Linked DNA regions of Nothobranchius furzeri: region 2 is linked to region 1. A link is a contact called in public Micro-C data. All regions are on one chromosome and are shown on one strand. The core of a region is the stretch at or near the end of the contact, and the rest is flanking DNA. Distances in the headings are between cores, read along the strand shown.

Region 1 (7,261 bases), core at 1,237-3,736:
GCTCTTATAAATGGCTTCTGACATAAAACCACAGAACAATGTGCAGGAGTCTGGCTCTGAGGAGAACTCAAATGTTCGTTTGACCCCTAAAAGGACTCCTGGAGCTGCAGATGTCTGTTGGTAAGTCTTCCTGATGAATATACAATGTGACATTTATGAAATGAAAGCCATCACTGACTCTTGAGCTGCATCTTCTTAAAAGTTTAATCCCGTTTTAGACTTTCATGTTTAAAATTAGATATTATTTTGTGTATTTAGGAATGAAGCCGGGAAACTCCAACTCTTTAGATTTGTAAAAGACACAAAATGCTTATTTTAGACTCACCGCATAAAAAAAAATCTGCATTACTGAAAAAGAGAAAAAAATTAATTCACGTCATTTTTTAAATCAGTTTTCTTTAAAAGTGCTTAAAAATGAAATATACAAAAATACTTAGACTTATGAAAAGTATTTCATTATTTTCAATATTATATTAATCATGTAATTAATACTTTGCAGACTTTATAATGCAGCCATAAAACTGTGTGCATGAATAAAGATAATAAAAGTAGATAAAATAATGACAAATTCATTGGTTTAAAAGTAAAAAGGAAGAAGCAAATCCTGAACTTGGAGCCGGACGTGCAGCCAACCCCCGACAAATGCACAGAAAACATTCCGGCTTCCAGCTCCGACTCCCTGCTGTCCCGTGGTTCTTCATCAGCCCTAAAGCTGAGGTGCTGCAGCACCAAACCACGGTTTCATCACTACGGGGCGAGCTTAAACATAAAAACATGTTAAAAACTCATCTTTAGAATAACTGCATGTGGATGTCTTTAATCAGCATCTATATAAGTATTTTTCTCTTAAATAGTTGAACTCGTTTTCTGATGTATTATTGTTGTTTTGGTCTTAAGCTATTTTTACATATTTCTACTCATTTTGTTATTTTGCAGAATTATTGTTATATTTCAACTGGGATGCAAATTGTGATGCAAATAGCTTTTATTGAGAAATTGATCATTTGCATATTTTATCTTGTTGTTCTATGTGATCAATAATTATTTATACTTTTCCTTATTTTGAAAATGTTCGTACCTTGGTGCACATTTTCTGTAAATATTTTCTTGCTTTTATTAAACTATTATTAAAACATAAATGTGCTTTAAATAAACCCTCATCAGTGTTGTTTTTATCATCATCACCTTATTGACTCGTTAGAAAGAAAAGCATATTGATTTTTTATTATTTGTAATAAATCAAAGCACTTTGTGATGAAACGAAACTTTAAAAATAAAAGGCTGCTCTGTCATCATTGGTTTTATTCAGCTAACAATAACTCCATAAATATTTAGGTTAAATGTTTATTTTACTTTGAATGATTAGATAAATAAAAAATGAAGATCATGATAATTTTACCTCAGCAGCAGATTTATTTGTTGTTTTTAGAGGTTGTAATAATAGCTTATTGCCTTTGTGTGTTTAACTGTAATCTTATTATTTTACCTTTTCTCTAAGTGTTGGTGCTACTGGAGCAAATTAATTCATCTATTTTATTCTAACCTGGATGTGACCTTCATGCTGACGACCTCTGGTCCTCTTTGCATCGAGGGGAGACAGCTTTGTGTTTCTTCTCCTCAAAAATAAAAGTTACATGAAAAATAAAACACTAAAATGTCAGATTTTAAAATTAACCTAAGCTATAACTTGAGATTGTTGCATGTTTAATGTCAAATTAGTGTGTGTGTGTGTGTGTGTGTGTGTGTATACCTATATATATATATATATATATATATACATATATATATACATATATATATATATATATATATATATATATATATATATATATATATATACACACACATCCAAATATGTATTTTGATTCAAAATGATGCAAAATATTTCCCTTTTCCTAATTTATTATCATTATGGCTTTAATATATAATAATAATAATACAATAATACTAATACTAATACTACTACTACTACTACTACTACTACTAATAATAATAATAATAATAATAACTACACATCATAGTTGTTTTTATAACAGATCTGCTTTTTTTATTGAGGAGAGTCAAGTTGGGTTTTCCATTTTTAGAAAATAAAAACGACAATATTACAAATAATGAAATTGTTACATCATTCACAGGGATACAGTCAATGTACATTTATACAGAAATACAGGATCTCCCACATCAGTCACAGTGGTCTGAACCGGCACTGGCCTATCGAGTGGGCTTTAGCAGAGCAGAGGAACACCGACTGTCCTAACCCAGAGCTGTGGAGGGTGGAGGCAACGGAGGGGAACACACAATCACTCAAGAGAACAGGACACTGTAGTGGCATGAATGTTTATCCAAGTGAGGGAAAAGTACTTGCTCTTAGCACCAGCAGCCAGTATTTGTCCATCAGCAGCTTGCTGCAGTCTCCAAAACACTGGAGGTCTGCCTGCTGCAGTGTTCAGACTCAACAAGACCAAAGATCTGTCAGTAGAGGGTGCCCTGGTGCTTCCTGCTGCAGCTGTTCAACAGGAGCCATTTTCCATCCACTGCAACAGGAGACAGACGTCTTGCTCTGACCCTGATGTAGTTAGGTGGTGTTCAGATGCAGCCCAGTGGACATCGCCTGGCAGAGTTTGTATGTATGCAAACCATCATGCAACTGTAGCACCGAGGCTTAACCGTTTCCTTCTGTCCTCTCAGAAATTGGCACACTATAGGGGGGGTGGGAGGTTGGGGAGGTGAATAGATGGAACACAGATGCAACAGGAGAAAGTAACATGTTGTGTCACTAAAATATGCAATTGGCAAGTGTGTAAAACCACCAATGGCATCACAATGTGTTCTTTTTTCTCTGCAGGGGACAAATTGTAGATTTTTGTTTAACTTTGGAACTGTTAAACTTTAGAAGAATACGGTTTGTGGAAGGTTTGCAGCAGGAAAAACTGCTTTAAAGGGAATTGGAGAGCAGATTAAACAAAGCACGCCAGTGCATCCTCTAATTATATTTACTAATTATTTACCTCCCATCAGACACGAACTTCAGACATGTCCAACTGTACGGGACAACAATTTGACCCTGAAATGAAATCTTCAGTCTTTTTCAGTTAGGACTGAAATAATAATGAATGCATCTTTAGTTTAAATGACTAATAAAGGTCCATGTGTCATGTTTCAGACCTGGACTGCAACAGTAACTCTCTCCTGTGCAGCTGCGAATCATCCAATGCTAAAAATAACCCTTCTAAACTATTTAATACTCCATTAGAGCTCACGGAGACCAAACAAATGACCAAACGTATTTGCTTTGCAGCAAAAGATAAAATACATTTCAGCCATGCTCAGCTCCTACACCCTGTTGAAGGTAATTCCTCAAAGTAAATGTCAAGGATAATTGCTTGATTAATAACTCAAAGTCCTGGCAGCATCCATGGACAAGCATCGGAATGAGCCGTAATGGCCCCGGAGCAGAGAAACACCTCACCAGCCTTGTGCATACTTGAGATTAATTCCTCACACATTAAGTGCTTTTCTTGACAGCAAAGTATTTCCTGTTCCACGGGAAGACATACTGCCTTCAGAGACAAGAGATGAGCTGTTAGCAATGGAGAAATGGAAGGGGAAGATGAGGTAAAGGTCGGTAAAAACCAAAACATCGGTGGCAAGCCATAGCATAATTTCCTAATTTGGCTGAACGGCTCATGATTCTCCACCAGGGACCGGATAAAAATGGAGATTTCGGTTGGGAAGTGTCACACCGAAGATGGAAATGATCAAGCAGGTAATTGCAGAGAAAAAAAGACTTGGTGTATCGACAGCTGGGTGTGATAAAGGGAGAGATTTGGGGAATTTGGTTTAAGCCAACATGGAAGCATTATCTAGCCTGGAGGAATCTCGGCGGCGGGAGCGTCGGGAGAAGACGAGACACCGCTGTCCTGCTGTTGGGGCTTTTAAACGCGCCGAGACGAAACCGGACAACTGGTGAAAGCCGACTGCGAGGAGACCAGAGGAAGCATCTGACAGGTGGTCGACAGGAATGTGTGTTATCAGGAGGACTGAGATGAATAGGTGCCTGGACCCAACGGCTGTGATCTGGGTGCAGCCGTCCCGCTGTGACCAGACACATCAGACCGATGGCTCACAGCTGGGCGTCCATGTCTGACTGTCAGGTCTCAGCGCGGAGCCAAGTGGGGATTTCTGCATTGCTGACTATTATTTGTTGGATGTGTGCATAAAACCTCGCCTGACTCACTGTCTCTGGAGAATAGCTAGGCAGTGCTAGACTCCACGTTTTCTACCGACGAGGCTCACAACGGGTTACTGGAGACGACACAAACTGACAGCTCTGTACTCGTGAGACAGAAGCGCTCACAAGCAAAGAGAGAACAGAGAATGAAACCTGTTACAACATGTTTATCTACATGATTTGGTGCACCAACTTCAATTTTCTTTCAAAAATAAATTCAAATTAATGATGGAAGATCCAGAAAGTTGGCTGAAATCAGCAGTGGCACCCCATGAGGTGGCTGGGGGGTGCCTGGCCACCCCAATGAACCCCCAGGAAAGACATCCTCCCTCTTTACTAAATCATATGCATGTTCAAGCAAACTATAAATGCATCTACTATAATCAAAACATTAATTTAAAGCCAGTAGAAACATTTATAATTATTAAGCAAATAAATCAGAATTTAAATATTTCGCTGAGGCTCACAATTAGGGTTGTCATGGTAACCGGTATAGCGGTAAACCCCGGTAAAAAAGTTGACAATAAAAATAACCGTCCAGTTTTTAAAAAACTATATTATCTCGGTGGGTTTACCGTGGCCGCGGTTTCGGCGCGATGACCCTTACCAGCCACCGTCGCTTCAGCTGAAGTTCCCGCGGCGCGCACACGCACTTTTTAATTTGCAACGGCACCAAAACTTTGAAGCTGAAATAATGGCCGAAGGAGGAGACGGCAGTGCCCAGGACATCCATCAGCCCTCAAAGAAGACTAAATCGGAAGTATGGGCATATTTGGGATTTCTGAAAAATGCTGAGGGACAGTTAATAGAAGACTGCTATCCCGTCTGCAGAACGTGCAGGAAACAAGTGTCTGCAAAAGGCAGCAACACTTCGAATCTAATGGCACATCTGCGTGACCATCACCCACGTCTCTACAGCCAGTGCAAGGTAAGTTAACATTAGCATTTTAGCTTAAATGCATGACGTGAGGACTTTTGGCTGAGGGAGAATGCAACGAGTCACTATATACTGCAGCCGCAGCGTCCTCTGCCAGCATTTAAACCGTGTCACGGACACCCTGTTGCTGGATGAAGCATCTTATTTGTTGATGATGAAGAGAAATATACAATTAGTTCCTTGTCATTGATTTGTTTACTTATTCAATGCCATTTATACTTGAACATTTGGATTTGATTACATAGTGTAGTAGTTATTTTAGTAATTTGTTTAAAGTGGCTATTTATTTTAAATACATATTTTTTAAGGTTGACTTGTACAGCGCTCAAGTCAAGTGTGGACTGGAGTTTTAGATTTTCATTTTGATAATGAAGAAAACAAGTATATGAGAAAACAAGTGGTGTTTCTTTGATTTGTTTACATATTGTTTATGTTTTGAATGTTTGGATTTGTATAATTTAAACCTGCACAGACTACTGTAACAAGTTCCAGAAAAATAAGCTATTTGTTCCTTTACTTGTGAAAAGTTGCACTTTTGCTAAGGCTTTGTGTTATTTTAGGTTTAATAAACACTGTTAAACCTTTTCAGAACTATTTCAGTTTGTGTAGAACAGGACTATCAATGCTTTCTGAACATATAAAACACCGTTTAAAAAATACCGCGATAATACCGAAAACCGTGATAATTTTGGTCACAATAACCGTGAGGTTAAATTTTCATACCGTGACAACCCTACTCACAATATTCAAAAACAAAAGTCAATCTCAATAGTTTTTGTGGATGAATTTGTTGGGACATCAATAGGCAAAATAAACATTTCTAAAGATCTGAAAGAATAAATTTGAATCAATAAATCTGTTTTGAAATTATGTATTTTTCCTGAAATGTTTGTTTATAAAATTTAAGGTAAAAAAAAGGTAAATAACCTGTATTTGTAGAGCGACCTCTAGGATCCTACTACCTCCCAAGGCGCATTACAACATAACCAGTCATTCACACACATTCACACACTAGAGGTGATGAACTACATTGTAACCACAGCTGCCCTGGGACTCGCTGACGGAGGCGAGGCTGACCAACGCCGGCGCCACCGGTTCCACCGACCACCGCCAGCAAGGTAAATGTGTTAGATGCATATTGATTTTTCATTTAAACAAATAAAGGACGAATTGGGTGTGCCACCCCACAATTTTCACCAGCCCCACCTGGCCACCCCTACAAAAATTTCTGGACACGCCACTGGAAATCAGACCAGTGCAGAAAGAAACTTTGAAAATAATAACAATTGAATAACATCCATACAAACATGTCTATAATAAACACACAAACACTGAGTGCAGGTTGACCGCATGATTACTGTATGTGTGAATGTAAAGACCATCGTTGTGGTGTAGAAACAAACATAAATATGGTTTTCTAAGGGAAAACTGGAAGAAGACTGAGTTTATAACGCATGTGTTTCAAATCCACGCTATCAGCAAAAAGAATTTGAGTCACTGCAGCAAATCAAAGCTTTGTGTCACTAACCACTCTCTCGGCATGCCATCAAACATCAGTTCTGACACTTCGGGAGCAACTGCTGCTTTGTGCCTGTATGCAACATGTGCAAGTGTGCACAGACAGGCTGAATAGAAAAGTACGAGGGAGGATACTGTAATGAGTTGCCTCTAGTGCACGTAGAGGTGGATGTAGTAAACTGCATGTTTTTTATTCTGTAAAAATCTCTGCGGGTGTCTGTTTGCTGTTTTTGTTTCATTTGTCTTTTTTTTTTACACAAAATTTTCCTCACACACTAAAGAAAAACAACAAACTCAGCTAAAGGTGACACCTTCGTAAATCTTCCATGTAGTCGGTTCTGCTCCTGAACCAAGCGAACAGAACAACCGTCTCTGAGTCATCGCTGTGTGGCAGGTCAAGTGCATCTGATATGTACAGTACAGGATCGTGTCTACAGGGCCACGGGAAAGACTTCTATGGGCCAGACTGAATATTTCACTGTGAAAGAAACAAAATCAAATCAAAGTCCTAGTCTTCAGTGTAAGGAAGCATGGTAGGAAGGAATCTTCATCACAAAATTTCAACAATAAAGAAA
Region 2 (7,261 bases), core at 1,301-3,800, 170 kb after region 1:
TCCTCCACAGTAATTCGGCTTATTATAGATCCCAGTAATATGATTTCTAATGTGCTTCTTTTATTTTGCGTCGTGCTTTTTTATACCAAAGTTTTCCAAGAGTATTGAAAGCATGCTGTTTTATCAATGAATCTCTATTTATTGTTATTTACATAATGTTTGGGTAACCAGTAATAAAGTACACAAATGCATTTTTCACTGTTAAAATAACAACAAAAAAAAACATCTCTTTACAAAATGTGTCAAGGAAATCCACCGGAGGCCTCCTTTCTGTTGCATGCTGGGATAGTTTTTTTTTCTTCGTTCGTTTTTTGTGTGGATTAGAGCTGCGGTGACCTCTTTTTCAACTCTTTTTTTGTTTTTTATTTTTCTACGTAACGCGTCCCGGCAATTTCATTGGACAGTCGAGTAGGGTGAGATACTGCGTAGAACGAGGCTGAACCGTATTCAGTGGGCGACCAGATTGGCCAGTTTTCCAGTCATCATTTGAGGTAGCGGCACTCAAAAAAATGCGTGCAATGTTTCTGCTGAGCATCAACATTATAGCAGGAAAAATTACTACAATCTCTTTTTGGGACACGTTTAAAAATGGATGATCAAAGTAAAAAATAATAGAAAAAAGTAGCAGAGCAGCAATAAAAAGTGGTCAATTCGAGCTTTTTTAACAGACGGAGTGGAAGTGGAAGTGGAATGGTGCTTAGTGTGAAATTGCTGTTATTCTTGGCAGATATCATATCCTGGGCTTTCCTTAAACTGGGACAGAATGCAAGGAAAATACTGAGCAGAAAAAAACAATTATTCCAACAGCAATGAAGCTGTAGTGTGGTGAGAACGTGAGTGAAAATAAACAATTATGATCAGATTAAAGATGGAGCTGCATAATAATCTCAATTTTCTTTGTGTGTGTGTGTGTGTGTGTGTGTGTGTGTGTGTGTGTGTGTGTGTGTGTGTGTGTGTGTGTGTGTGTGTGTGTGTGTGTGTGTGTGTGTGTCCCTGTATTTATAGAAATTATTAGGCTAGACCTGTTTGCTGGTGAAGCCTTAAGAAAATTTCTAAATTGCACTTTGTAAATATAAAAGCTGGCCTTCCCTGCTGCTTTAGATGTTATCTGAAGCTGCAGAGATGTAACTGAAACATAAACTGGAGCAGTCCGTTGTAGGCTACATAAATACGGATGATGCTGATGCTTGTCAAAGTCTGTGCCAGTTCTAAAGTATACAAATCCTGCCAGGTCCATAACTTCCTAAACAGATCTGGAATGCCATACGCACCAAAGATGTGACTGTAAACTTTTCTGTACTTTATTTGAAACTAAACCAGCGGGATGAAGGATAGCGCCGTTGCTCCACCTGTAATTAGGAGGTTTGGTGACTGACCAGAGGAAGAGGACACATTTGTTTCCTGTTTGAATCCCCAAAATAGGCTGAATAAATTACTAGGGTGATCCTTCCACACTGCTGTGTGGTGTCTCCTGACCTGTCAGTGAGTGCAGCTTCAGAATTACCTGCAAATCACACCTTAAACACAAGACTGAAATAAGTGAAAATAAAATGTGCACCTTCTTAGTTTTTGTTGGGGATAACAGAAATGAAACTTAGAATAAATGTAGACTGTGCGTTAGGTGACATGTCCTATAGTATTGTGTTGGGACGCTTTATCACAGTTACTTTAAATGTAATTTTAATAGAGTCCAATGAGGCTGTTACGTTGTGCGTTAGGCCACGCTGATTGGTGACCTTTGAATTTAAATCTCTGCACATGAATAAAACTCGCTCTGGAGGATATAGCTCAGGTTATATATTCAGAAATAAAATTGACCATTTCAGTAAAAATATACATATTTCTCACTGTGTGACTACGGCGCGCGACACACCTCCCTGCCCACCGGTGCTCTTGTCGTTTTTCTCACATCTTTTTATTCCAACAAAGCTAAAAACAGCCCGTTTTATTTACAGCCGGCCGTTTAATTCCGTCCTGAATCCCGTTTTTTAGAGACCGCCAGGACCCAGGAGAGCGTCATGTTGTTGTGACCCACATCCATCCCAGGCTGAGCGGACGCGGTGATGAACGTCAGAACCGTCACCGGGTCAGCTAAACCCAGAGAATAAAACACCCGAATAGATTATTGTACCGGTTTTACAATGAAATCCACGCGCTTTGTCTCGCGCCGGTGTGAGGATGCGTCTGACCGGGATGGAGACACAAGCTTACCTTCCACAGCTATTACGGCCGGTATGGTCCATAATATCCATAGAATATCCATTATTGGTGCTTCAGAGTCCCAGACACTCAGATAAAACAGGTCCCGAGAGCCATTGGCAGCAGCAGCAAAGAGGGGACTGGCGGTCCTTCTCCTCCTATGCAGCGCTCCCGGATAGCACAGCTAACGAACTCAAATCTGAACCAAGTTTGGACGAAACCAAGAGGGCTCAGACGGGGGGGAGGACCGGGGAGACCGGCAGGACAGCTCCGTTATTCACCGCAGTTACATCCGCCTGTCTCACTTAAAACAGACACAACACAACTGTATGTAGGTTACAGATAAACAAAGGCTCTTAAATGTTTACACCGGCAGCGGAGCGGTGCGTTTAGAGCCACGTCCATCCCCTCAAATCCGCTTTAATTGACCCCGCTGTCAATCATCGACGGACGCACGCGCCGCAGCGCCTCTCCTAGTCTCGATTAAGCGTTGAGGGAGCGCGTATAAAAGATGGAGCGTCTTATTCTCAGTCCCACTCTGCTCTAAATGGATTTACGGCCCTTTTTATCTATTTGTTACAACTTCACACGTTTAATCTGTTTACTGAGAAGCTGCAGCGGGTCGTCGCTGGTTAACAGGTGAGCAGATCCAGAGAAGCTAAAGTAAGTTTGATGGTTTCCTTTCGGTGTTTGGACTCCAACATTTACCATCTATTAGTTCACATTCACAGATTAACTCTAAATTAACCCCTCTTTCTGCTTTTCAAGAGAATATTCTAGTTTAGTTATGTATTTATTTTTAATTTATTTATTGGCTCAAGACCTAGCTGGGTACTCATTTATAGAAGGTCGTTTATAATATGCTTACTGTTTAGCTGCCTGAGCAGATAGATAGATAGATAGATAGATAGATAGATAGATAGATAGATAGATAGATGATAGATAGATTGATAGATTGATAGATTGATAGATAGATAGATAGATAGATAGATAGATAGATAGATAGATAGATAACTACTGTCCATATGTGATGATTATATTATTGATTTTGTCATTATTAATTATCATAATTACAGAAAACGTTTTACAAACATTACCTTATATTTTACAAGCATGTAGTCTAGAGATTTTTCAAGAGATCAAAGGATAAATTAGAAATTTGTGAATATTTAATATTATTGTATTATTGCACGTCATTTACTGGACTTCATTAGCATCCTTCCTGGGGTGCTAAGTGTCACTTTTAAAGTTTGATTAAATCATTTACACCTGAAACTTAAACTGTATGTTTCATGAACAAACTAGAAGGAATCGTGTAATTTAACATGACTCATAATCAGTGAGTGGAGCTTAACAGAAGTTTGTTTTTTATTTCAGCCACAAAGAGTCCCAGAAAGTAAATTGGAGCTAAAAGCTAAACCCCTCTAACGAAAGTATCATCATATAAAGTTTTATGTTTTGGTTTAATCTTTTAGTCATAAATTTACAGAAATAGATTTTAGTCTATTTGGCTTTTTGTTGAACTCTAATAAAATGCATTTAGCTTTTATGCATTTTTTACCTTTTCAATAATTCATTTTAATCATCTTTGGCTTTATCTGAGCATCCTTTAAGTTGAAGAAGTCATTTCTTATTTTCACATTATAAAATAATTCACAGTGTCATTTACAGCGTAATTGTTTACACATCGTGAAACCCAAAGAGAATCTCTGATTTGAAACAGAAATTCACTCTGCTGAACAAAGTCAGGTTGTGAAGAAGAAAGAAGACCTGAAAACAAAAGCTGGCTCAAATACAGCAACCCAATGTGTGCAAGAAGAGAGATGCCTGCTGGACATGAAGTATAGAGTTACCGAGGCTGACTAAAAATTTGCCATCAAACATGCCTTTGGTTTTACAGGCCGAAGCGCTGCACAGCAGACCTCTCATTGGTTAAATGAACCAGGCTGATTTATTTGCCTCCACTGGACTGGACTGTATTGATTCCAGGTCACTTGACTGGCTGGCTTCAGATCATGTTCAGGTGACTTCTGAACAGATGGAACAAAATGGCAAGGCACTGAGAAAGCTGCTTCACTCACTTTAATGAGTCCCATACAAGCTCAGTATTGACTTGAGTCAGAAGTAAAATGAAAGATGTTGGAAAAATATTATATTAATACTTCTTAAGTTTTGCCGGCAGAGAGATTTCTGCCACGCTGTGCTGCCATGTCTTCTCAGACTGCAATGCAATGGTTCAAATGCAAAGCAGGAGCTTCTAAATATGCCAGAAATCCTCTCATGTTCCCCTGCAAGCCTGTAATCCAGTAAAAGCAAGGCATGCACGCCGCTAATGTCCCGTAACTCAGCAGCTTTAAAGGCCAACAGACTACCGCCATAAACAAAAACACACGGCAGAATCGACGCTACAGATTACCAGCAAATTATGTTCCAGTCATGTAAAAGGTGCACAAAGTAGATTTTCTCCGAACGGTCAGCTGAGTAGAATAACCGGTGTGTAAAGCCGTGAGAGCAGACTTTATCAACAAAGAAACAAGGACAAAAAAATTAAGAAAAAGAAAATGAAATAAATAAAGAAATTAGAAAAAAAATATTAAAGCAAAAATGCCTAAAAATGTTCATATAAATATTTTAAAAGTTTCTTTTTACATTAAGAAATGGTAAAATTATAACTTTGATAATTTACCATACTAAAAATTCAGATGAATTGTATTTAGGAATAAATGCATTTTAAATTATGAGGGAAAATAACCATAAGTATGATTTAAAAAAACACGCTGCACATTTTTTACGCAAAATAAACATTGTTCAAAAATTCTTAAAATTAAGCATCTATACTTGTGTTTAAAGGTGCATTTCTACATTCTTCAGTACAATTTAAGCGATTTTGGAATATTTGTATTTGTGTTATTATATCAGTTAATTAAACTCCATTAGGTGTGTGTGTGTGTGTGTGTGTGTGTGTGTGTGTGTGTGTGTGTGTGTGTGTGTGTGTGTGTGTATTAGGCAAATTACAATGAAAGTGTGTGCATTTCTGAGAGGAGATCTCACAATTAGGAACTAAAGTCTGCTAAAAGATCAAATTAAAATAGAATAGTAAATAATCTAAAATGCAATGCTTTTAAAATATATATATAAACAAATAATAAAACTCGTGTTGTTGGGGGGGGGGGGAGTCCTAGACTGTTTTAAAGTTGTAATTAAACAACAAAATTTACTCAGTCTGTTAAAACTGAACAATAAACATATAACAAAACAAAATGAAACATATAAACAACAATTTGAAGAATAAACACATGAACTTGGGATTATTGTGTTTTCTATGAAACTGTGATTGCATCGACACTGCCCTCCAGAGGCTGGACAGCGTGAAAAGGATGGAGAGTTTATATACTTTCCTATTTTTTCTTTCTGTCTCTAGAAAATGATGTGATTCTGTTGTGAATGAGTTTCCTACTTTTTTAACGTGTTAAATTCAAATAAAAGTTAGATGAAAAGAGATTACCAAGGATCGTTTTCTTTAGGGGGGAAAAAAAGGAAATAAATGTGTTTATTAGTTACCTGGGTGTGTCTTTTAATACGCTGGGTTTTCATGGATTAAGTAGTCGTTAAAAAGGAATTGTGTCCGTGTCGGATATTTAGCCCAAAGTTACGCATTAAGTTCATTTGGGAGAATAAACGCTGAGTATCAGTTATTAAACAAGCTTTTCATTCCTGGTGCATTCCTGAGGAGATTCCCAATGACCTGTGGAGGTTTAGACTCTAAAGAGATTCTGATGATTCATCATCACTGAAGACAGAAAATAAAAGGATCTTCTACAGATGGTCCTACCGCCGGTGCTGCAGAAAAGTCTTTTTTTGTGGATGAACCTTCGCTCAAACCACATCCTCAGAATAAAGTTCAGATCTCGGTAAAAGTCCTGATCGATAATTTTCTTCAGGATCTGGATTTTTTTAATCTGCTCATTTCAACATCAAGGCAGATTTTTGTGCCTAAAACTGGTTATTCCTGCTTCCCAACGGGAGATGGAGTACGTCTGAAACCAAAGAGGGATGGGCCCACCGCTCATGAAAACCTTTCCTCACCACACTGCGCTCCACCCGGCCACCCCACCTTCCCAGCACACTGGTTTGCCCTTGCCAAAACTTTAATTTAATCCCACTAAATTGCTTGAGCTTTAATTAAAAAGACCATAGATCTTGGCAGGATTTAATTTCCTTTCTTGTTAAGAGAAGTTCTCAGAGATCGTAGATTCTTTACTAGTAAACTGTTGGGAGTCCTACAGGAGCTCTAACTCTTGACTTGTTTGGTTTTCTTCAACCAAACTAAACAAGTAGACCGTGCTTTCTTCAGCTTATGAGCCACTGGAGCACAGTAATGTTTTAAATGCCCGTCACAGGGCAGACAACGCTTTTTACCATCTTAATAAATCTAAGCACTGCTGCTATTAAAGACATTTCCAGTAAAATATCCTTCAGCTGACAGTCATGATGGAATAAATGCCTTGATTAAATGGCGGACATTAATCATGGCTTTTGGTTGTGAACGCTGTCGCGTCTCGTCTGAATTATATGAACCGATCACATAAATCTGCTGCTGTTTTGATGACACAGCATGTTGTTGATGTTGTGGTTTGCATCTCCAGACCAGAGGAATCTTTTTTCAGGAACACAAATCAAGCCGTAGCCAACGAGTGCTGCAGTCTTCATCTGATGATGATGATTGTGATGATGGTGGTGATGATGATAGTGTTGTCGTTTGAGCAGACTGAAAAACTGACATTAAAAGTTAGAAATGATGCCGTTAAAAAAGAAATTTCATAAAAGCAACAAACTATCACCGGTCCTGTGATGTTTTTGCTCTAAAGACCTTTTTTTTTCTCCTCTTGGCCCTCATTTACCAAACGTTCATATTGTCCGTCCTACATTCTGTTCTACGAAGGAAAACTACGATGGTCACATGAACGGCCAAAATCTGGATTTATAAACCACGCAGTGGCCACGACTGTACGACTGTTGATAAATCCCACGTGTGCATACCCAGGTGCTTGTGGCCATTCAG

What was found. A called contact is a pair of places that touch in the nucleus more often than the background predicts.
Region 2: a contact with region 1 is called in a Micro-C map of tail fin, with 5 times the contacts expected there. The contact joins the promoter of ephb2b here to the enhancer-like site in region 1. A contact is called at or near these places in 2 of 2 Hi-C or Micro-C datasets (skeletal muscle and tail fin).

What each region holds. Positions count from the first base shown.
Region 1 is chr3:76,394,150-76,401,410 of NfurGRZ-RIMD1, forward strand. ephb2b (eph receptor B2b) reads right to left here. Exons shown (of 16, transcript XM_054732884.2): 16 at 2,022-7,261. Among protein-coding and RNA genes, the nearest start is that of LOC139068901, 64 kb to the left of the region's middle. Within about 2 kb of position 2,487, at least 1 of the 3 cell types and tissues checked has an H3K27ac peak or open chromatin away from gene starts, as enhancers often do. A contact at or near this core is called in tail fin, where this site is marked.
Region 2 is chr3:76,562,292-76,569,552 of NfurGRZ-RIMD1, forward strand. It overlaps ephb2b (eph receptor B2b), which reads right to left and starts at 2,551. Exons shown (of 16, transcript XM_054732884.2): 1 at 2,212-2,551. The coding sequence starts at 2,263. LOC107374369 (a long non-coding RNA gene) reads left to right here and starts at 2,667. Exons shown (of 2, transcript XR_001571506.3): 1 at 2,667-2,838.